Linked DNA regions of Mus musculus: region 1 is linked to region 2. Evidence: chromatin contacts called from public HiChIP or PLAC-seq data. All regions are on one chromosome and are shown on one strand. The core of a region is the stretch at or near the end of the contact, and the rest is flanking DNA. Distances in the headings are between cores, read along the strand shown.

Evidence for each region. HiChIP or PLAC-seq counts read pairs in DNA pulled down with a chosen protein or histone mark.
Region 1: an H3K4me3 HiChIP or PLAC-seq map of embryonic basal ganglia shows a contact between it and region 2, with 2.6 times the contacts expected there. The contact joins two enhancer-like sites. A contact is called at or near these places in 1 of 484 Hi-C or Micro-C datasets (bone marrow-derived macrophages) and 5 of 115 datasets of contacts at active chromatin or transcription factors (CD4 single positive thymocytes, embryonic basal ganglia, embryonic stem cells and 1 more).

Annotation. Positions count from the first base shown.
Region 1 is chr2:29,004,351-29,007,874 of GRCm38.p6, forward strand. The region is part of intron 1 of Cfap77 (cilia and flagella associated protein 77); the gene reads right to left. Among named protein-coding and RNA genes, the nearest start is that of Cfap77, 49 kb to the right of the region's middle. Within about 2 kb of position 2,036, at least 5 of the 459 cell types and tissues checked have an H3K27ac peak or open chromatin away from gene starts, as enhancers often do. A contact at or near this core is called in embryonic basal ganglia, where this site is marked.
Region 2 is chr2:28,778,272-28,781,882 of GRCm38.p6, forward strand. The region is part of intron 11 of Ak8 (adenylate kinase 8); the gene reads left to right. Among named protein-coding and RNA genes, the nearest start is that of Mir3088, 47 kb to the left of the region's middle. Within about 2 kb of position 2,075, at least 7 of the 459 cell types and tissues checked have an H3K27ac peak or open chromatin away from gene starts, as enhancers often do. A contact at or near this core is called in embryonic basal ganglia, where this site is marked.

The DNA.
Region 1 (3,524 bases), core at 786-3,285, 230 kb after region 2:
GTAGGAACTGGGCTCCGTTAGTAGAGGGCTTGCCTAGCATGCAGAAGGCCCTGGGTTTCATCCCCAGCTCCTCGCAAGCCAGGCATGGTGTCACACACACATGTTCCCATCACTAGGAGGGTGGAGGCAGGAGGATCAGAAGTTCAAGGTCATCCTTAAGTACATAATGGCTCGGAGGCCAGCCTGGGACATCTGAGACCCCAAACAAAATTAGAAGAAGAAAAAAAAGCAGAGACAAACCTGGGGCTTCATCCCACACAGGGCTGCACCTACCATGCTAGTTCCTTACAATAGACTCGCATAGGTTCTGAATGGCTAAAATTCTGCTTGCTTGAGCAGCTTTTAAAATAATTGAATGTAAAAAAATTTTGAGTTTGGTGCCTGAAGGCTTTTCAGCTACTGAGTCTCAGAGAAGAATAAACCACGTGGGACCAAAAGACAATGGTGCTTCTTGAGATGCAGCCAGGAGCCCAGGAGCTGCAGGAGCCACACTCTTGACTCCTGGATGCAGCCTTCCCACACCCTCTCAGGCTCCCTTCCAACAATGCCTTTCCTGAGGGTTTTGTTTTTTGGGTTTTTTTTTGGAAAGCCTGAACCATTCTTCAAACAAAGCCAATAAAGTCTGCCTTCCTTCTTCGCCCCTAGAGCTCCCAAACACCCGAGCAGACGCTCTCACCCGGGGAGAGGATGGCTCAACCTTTAAAGGGCGTTTTGCTCTCGCAGGCTCAGTTCCCAGCACCCACATGGTTGTTCACAATCACCCTTAACTCCAGCTTGAGGGGCCTGACTTCGAACACTGTGTGCATATGGCGCACAAATATACATGCAGGCAAACACTCAGATACATGAAATATAAAATAAAATGTAAAAAATAAATAAATAAATAACAACTGTAGATCCCACCACCAGGGAGTGCCCCTGGACTCTGCACCCTGCTTGAACATTCCCACCCATGACATTATATCCCAGTAACCCCATGTGACTTGGGTGGTGGTTTCTGAAGCTCAGGCTCAGCTGCAAGAGTGCATGGCATGCCAAAGTCTCCCACCAAAGGATACCAGAGCTTGGTATTCAACAGTCTTCTTGGACTGCTGGCAGGACTGAGGGACATGCTCGGTGTATTGGCTAAGATTTTGGAAGCTAAATGACAAAGCTCACTCTCTCCCCGTCCAGATCTTCTAAAGTAAAGTGTGTTCTTCATGTCACTGGGGAGTTAGGCTTGATCCAAACCCCTGCCTTCACATGCTTGCATGTAACACAGGGTAGCCACCAACTCTATACAGCTGACGATAGACTGAAACTCCTGATCCTCTGGTCTCATCTCCGGAGGGACAGTAAAGGCTTCTGGGTAGAAAATGAGCCGTGGTGAGACATCTCTCTATCTCTCTCTCCCACCATTCCCCCCACCCCGTGTGAGTGTGTGTGTGTGTGTGTGTGTGTGTGTGTGTGTGTGTGTGTGTGTGCTTGTTAGTATGAGTGTGTGGGGCAGGCTAATAGGAAGGGCAGCTCAGGAAGGCATTTGCATGGCCCCTGTCCTCTTCTGGCCTCAGACTTCCATCTGTAAAATGTAAACCTTCCAACTGACCCTGAGGGCCTTGTGGACTCTGTCACCCTCTTCCTGGACCCCCATGATCTAGAGCCCTGTCGTTTGAGTCTGGACCACATGAACCACGTCACCTGCTTCAGTCATCCAGGAACCCTGAGCTGCACTATGGGAGAGTTTGTAAGTGGCCAGGTCTGGGCACTGTGTCAACTTGCCCACCTCTTAGTTGGTAAGTATTGAACACTGCCATAGACCTTAGCACTGCCCCAGCTGTCTGGGCCCTCAACAGATCCACATACCCATGTCTGTGACACCAGCTAACACCCGGTGATAGCAGCCTATTATGGTCAGAAAGAAAAGACAAACCATGCAAGAAAAGATTCAAGTTCCCCAAATATGCTCAGGGTGAAGAAACTGCAGGGCTGAGGGCGAGTGACTGCCCTGCTGATGACCTAGCGGGTGGCGGTGCAAAGTGAGGCAACGCAGGTAAACAGCTCAGGTTATACACTGTTCGTGAAATCTGCTTGTCGGTGGCTTTCCATCCTGAACATGATCAGGCTCTGTATTGCTCTACAATTAATCAGTAAAGACTCGAGAATGAAGAGCCGCCCACCCAGACTTTGTAAGAGGCACTGGTGGGGTGGCAGTGGCGGTCTTGATCCAACTTATAAACAGACAGGTGGGTGCTAGCGAGTAATTTTCCTCTTCCCTGCACCAGATCAGGGATGCTAGTCAGGCACCGGCTGGAGTGAGGGCTACAAACGGGCGGAGACCAGCCCGTAATTACCAAAATAGAAAAAGAACAGCGTTTTGTAATGAATGACAAGCGGCTGAGTGGAAATCTAATTTGGTCTAATTAAGCAGCCTTTTGTGAGGATTTGTCTTTAGATGAAAAGAGGGAGCAAGGAGATCTAAATGCAAATGAAGCCCTTCTTGGGGTTTTAAAGAGCCAGTGAGACTTGGTCTGGCCTGGCGGCTTTATGGGGCTGTAAGTCTCTCCACTACACTTCAGTCCACCCTTGGGGGAACGTTTTGCTCCCCACTTTTTGTATCATTTTAAACTGGACAGCTTGACAAGGCCATCAGGGAGCTTCATCTTCTTCGGTGGCAGTGAGTGACAACATGCAGTGTTGCCCACCAGAGAAGATGACCTGAGCCTTGGAGTCCAGGATCAACATCCATGTTTGTGGACATATTTGTACATACATATGGAGGCCGGAAGTTGACATCAAGTATTTTCCTCTATAACTCTATGCCTTAGTTTGTCAGACAGGGTCTTTCAGTGAATCTGGAGCTCATGATTCAGCTAGGCTGTCTGGCCATTGAACCCTGGGGTATTCAGGCCTCTGCCAGTACTGGGATTGCGGGTGCAGAGTATCGAGCCAGGCTCAGGGGCACGGGGATGGATTCATGGCCTTGTGTTTATGCAGCAGACAGCCTACTGACGGAGACACCTTCTTACCCTCAGAATCCAGGGCTTTTAAGTGTGTGTTTGTGTGTGTGTGTGTGTGTGTGTGTGTGTGTACGCGTGCGTGCGTGTGTGTGCCACCTGTGTGTGGATAGGTGCCTATGGAAGCCAGAAGGTACAAGGTCTCCTGGAGCTGGAGTTATAGGCAGTTGTGTGCTAGGAACTGAACTTAGATCCTCTGGAAGAACAATGGGAGCTCTTAACCACTGAGCCATCTCCCCAGCCCCAGAATCCAAAATTTGTATTAAAAACTGGTGGTGGCACACGTTCTTAATCCCAGCCAGCATTCCAGAGGCAGAGGCAGGCAGATCTCTGAGTCTGAGGCAGGTCTAATCCACAGAGTGAGTTCCAGACAGCCAGGGCTACACAGAGAAATCGTGTCTCAATACAGACAAACGAATAAATACGACTGGTACACAGACATCACAGATATGGCTGGCCTCCTCGGAGGTTGAACTTTAAACTTTGATTTTGGTCCTTCCAAAGGTTAGCTGACACTGTGTGGTCCACAGC
Region 2 (3,611 bases), core at 825-3,324:
AAACACTTGAAACTCTGGTCTCTCCAGGCTCCACGTGAGTGCAGAACTACACACATTGTTCTTGGTGTGACAGGTCAGTGGTCATGCCCATGGCATGCTTGCTCTGCAAATCCCACTTGAGTTCCCAGGACACAAAGGGAAAGGAAACCTGGTACGCTTTGCCATCATGTGTCTTCCCTTCGGGCTGGAGTGAGGAAGGTATGTCACAGTCCACATGCATGTGACATACCAGATTCTATGAAGAATAAGGGAGAGAGGACAAGAGAAGGGAGAGAAAGGGAACCTGTTGGCTGGAAGGTGGCCAGGGAAGGCCTTTGTGACATGGGACAGAGGCTTGCTGCGGTGAGACAGGTGTGTGACTGTGATATCTCATGCCTGTAACCTCAACAGTACGGGGTCAGAGGCAATAGGATTGTTTCAAGTTCCTGCTCAGCTTGGTCTATCTAGCAGACATGGCTCCTCCCAAGGCCTCTCTCCTGGGCTTTAGACTCCCTTCTAGCCACGTCCTCACATGATCATCCCTGTGCATACAGGGCCCAGATGTCTTGGAATGTCTGGGAATCTCTTACAGGAACACGTAGAGCTTGTTGGCTCAGCCTCTGGTTGCCGAGAGTAACTTAGTCACCCCTCCAAAGCCCTGTCTCTAACACAGTTGTCCTCTGAAGCTCCAGGAGCAGGAGCTTGCTCATATCAACCTCGGGGACACAGGTCAGCACATACTGAACACCCAGGGAGCTCAGGTCAGCATGTGCAGAACACCCAGGATGGGTCTGGGTAAGGCAGGAGCTGGGTGGGGGAGCTGGTGGACCTCCAGTTCCCACATGTTCAGTGTGGTAGTGTCCCTGGGTTCTAGAAGGAGCTCCCGCCTTGCTTATTTCTTTGGTGGTTCCAAATATGACATGAGTGGACAGTGGCCCTGGTTGTTCATATGCAGCAGTAGAAGGCTGAGAGCCTTGAGGGAATTTTGGTCTATCTAGAATGTTCTAGATAGATGGAGACCTGCCCCAGCCAACTCTCCTCACAGTGTTTCCAAGCGTATCCCTCCTCTCTCTGAGGAGCCCTTGGTACATCCCTCAGAGTTGCTTTGGGGTTCTTATTGACTGCTTCTTGTGAGGCTTTTGCTCTGCACCCTGAGCTAGCTCGCACTGTGTAGATGAGATGTGGCGAGCTTCCCCCAGCTCAGCTCTGGCCGGCTTGGAGAGGAGATCTAATATTGCTCACCCCACTTGATCCTGTCTCATTTGGTGTCTGTTTCTAGATCACGGGGCTTAGTGGCCTTGGTCCTTCAGTATTTGTGAGGTGACTTGGATTCTGTCATTGCTCTTGGCCTAACCCCACAGAGCCTCTGTACATTCCCCAGCGTGTTCACCAGGGCCCCCACACGGTGTCAGAGACCATTACCTGATCGTTATAAATCAGTCTGGAAAGCTGTTGCTTATGCCTGTTCCTAGGTTACAGACAGGGGTTGGGGACAGGGGAGACACCTCCCAACCTCCCAACCCATCTCTCCCTTGTCACTGTAAGCCCAAGATACTAGGCTGTCTTTTCTCTTTGCATGGCTCAAATAAGGAAAGCCACACCCAGAAGTGCCCTGGGTTCACCCTCCTCATGGCCCTGAAGAAGAGATGGAAGCTCAGAGAGCTGAAGCCGGTCCCCTGGAGCTACTACTACTGTTGGCTTCGGGCTAGGCCTCCGGTCCTAGCTGGGGCTTGGCAGTGGTCTCAACTGTTCTTCCTTTTACTGTTAAATGCCATAGTCTCCAGGTGAGGGGCAGAGCTGCCCACCAGCCTTCCCGCCCATGTTTGCTTCCCACCAGCCTTATGGCAGCCATGGCAGGTTGGATTGCATTTTACCTGGTGGAGTCTCCGTTGGTTGTTTTAGCTTTGTACCAGATGTGGCACAGGGCAAGAAGCTCTGGGAGGGCCGCCCTCCCTCCCTCAACAATAATTAGCCTTGTAAGACTAATGGAGGAGATCGTGTCTAATTACCCCATTGAATGCCCAATTATGCGATTAGCTATAAGCTAATGATGAAAAGAGCCTCTCATTTGCATAGCATTAAGTTAATTGCACCATAATCGGAGGGGTCGGGTGGGTGATGACGGCAGGATTGTGTTCTGAAAGGTTCCTAATGACCAGGGAGGACTGTCCGCTGACAGCTTTATTAATTAACAGAGATCCGGTTCCAGGCTGGAATGGCAAGTGGAAGTCGGTATAAAGGCTGGGCTTCTCAGAAATCGAGAGATGGGGGTGGTGGGGGCCTTGCTGCTGGTTCAGGGCCCCTGCAGGCAGTGTTCTGGAGAAGTCTTCACACCCTTGCAGGGCCCTTCTGGCTGTGCTTTCTGCACACTCCGGCCGCTCACGCTCACCTCCTCCCTGACCGACCAACCAACTGTGTGAGCCCTGCTGGGGACCCAGCACCACCTGTGGAGCTTCCCCAGAGGGTCCCCCTGCTGTTCAGCTGCTCCCCACAGTCTGTGGAGTCAGCACTAAGTCAGCCTGATTGTTCATGTTTGTCAGCGAGATTTTCAGAGTGTGGATAATCTTGAGAGGGCAATCAATCAATCAATCAATAAATAAATAGAAAGATTCCCAAAAACTTGGGCGGGTGGGGCTGGAGCTCAAAACCATGTGCCAGGGCAACATACAGGGCTCTGCTGTCTTGTGATTTTGATGTCTTCTTCCAAGGAGGTTCACGGTCATCCATCCCCACTGTCCAGTCTTCTCATTTTGTCTGCCACCTGGCCACTGGCCTTAGGGACTCTGTCTTGGTCACTGTTTGGTGAATGAGCAATGAAGCCAGTTGAAAGAGAGATGGCCTGGGCTGTGACCCAGTTGCTTCCTGGTGAGCTGCAAAACAGTAGCTTTAAACAAAGAGAGTCACTGGTACTTGCAGGCCAGCTTGCTCCTTCATCTACAGAATGCTGTAGTGCTATCAGTACCTGGAACTCCCTAAGCACCAGGACGTCTTACACTGCCCATGTCTGTTTAGTGGGCATCCAACTGCCCTCTGTTGGCAGAGGGCTCAGCGTTCTGTTTCTCGTGATGAATGATGTATTTGCATTTGATTTAGGCTTCTTAGGAAGAGTTCACAGAAGTAGGATCACTGTGCCAGTTCCAAAGCTAATTACTCTTTTAGTTGAAAGAGTCAGGGCTTGGAGAGCTGGCTCGGCGGTTGTGAGCACTTGCTGCTTGCTGCTTAGAGGACACGCATGGTGGCTCACAACCATCTGCTGCTCCTATTCCAAGGGATCTGATGCCCTCTTCTGGCCTCCTCAGGCACCTGCATGTGTGTGGTGTACATAAACTCCTGCAGACACACAGAGAGACATATAAATAAAAATAATATAAATAAATCTTCAGTTTAAAGTCTGGGGATTGATTGAAAAGGAAATCTTAAGAGAATAATTGAAAAAAAATTTTTTTTGAAGGAGGGTTTCTCTGTGTAGCCCTGCCCATCCTGGAATTCCCTCTGTAGACCAGATTGGCCTTGAATTTATAGAAATCTCCTACCTCTGCTTCCCAAGTGCTGGTATTAAAGGCATCAGCCACCACTGTCCAGCAAAAATTCATGATTTTAAACTCTAAGCTCTGAGGAAAGCAGTGTATCCA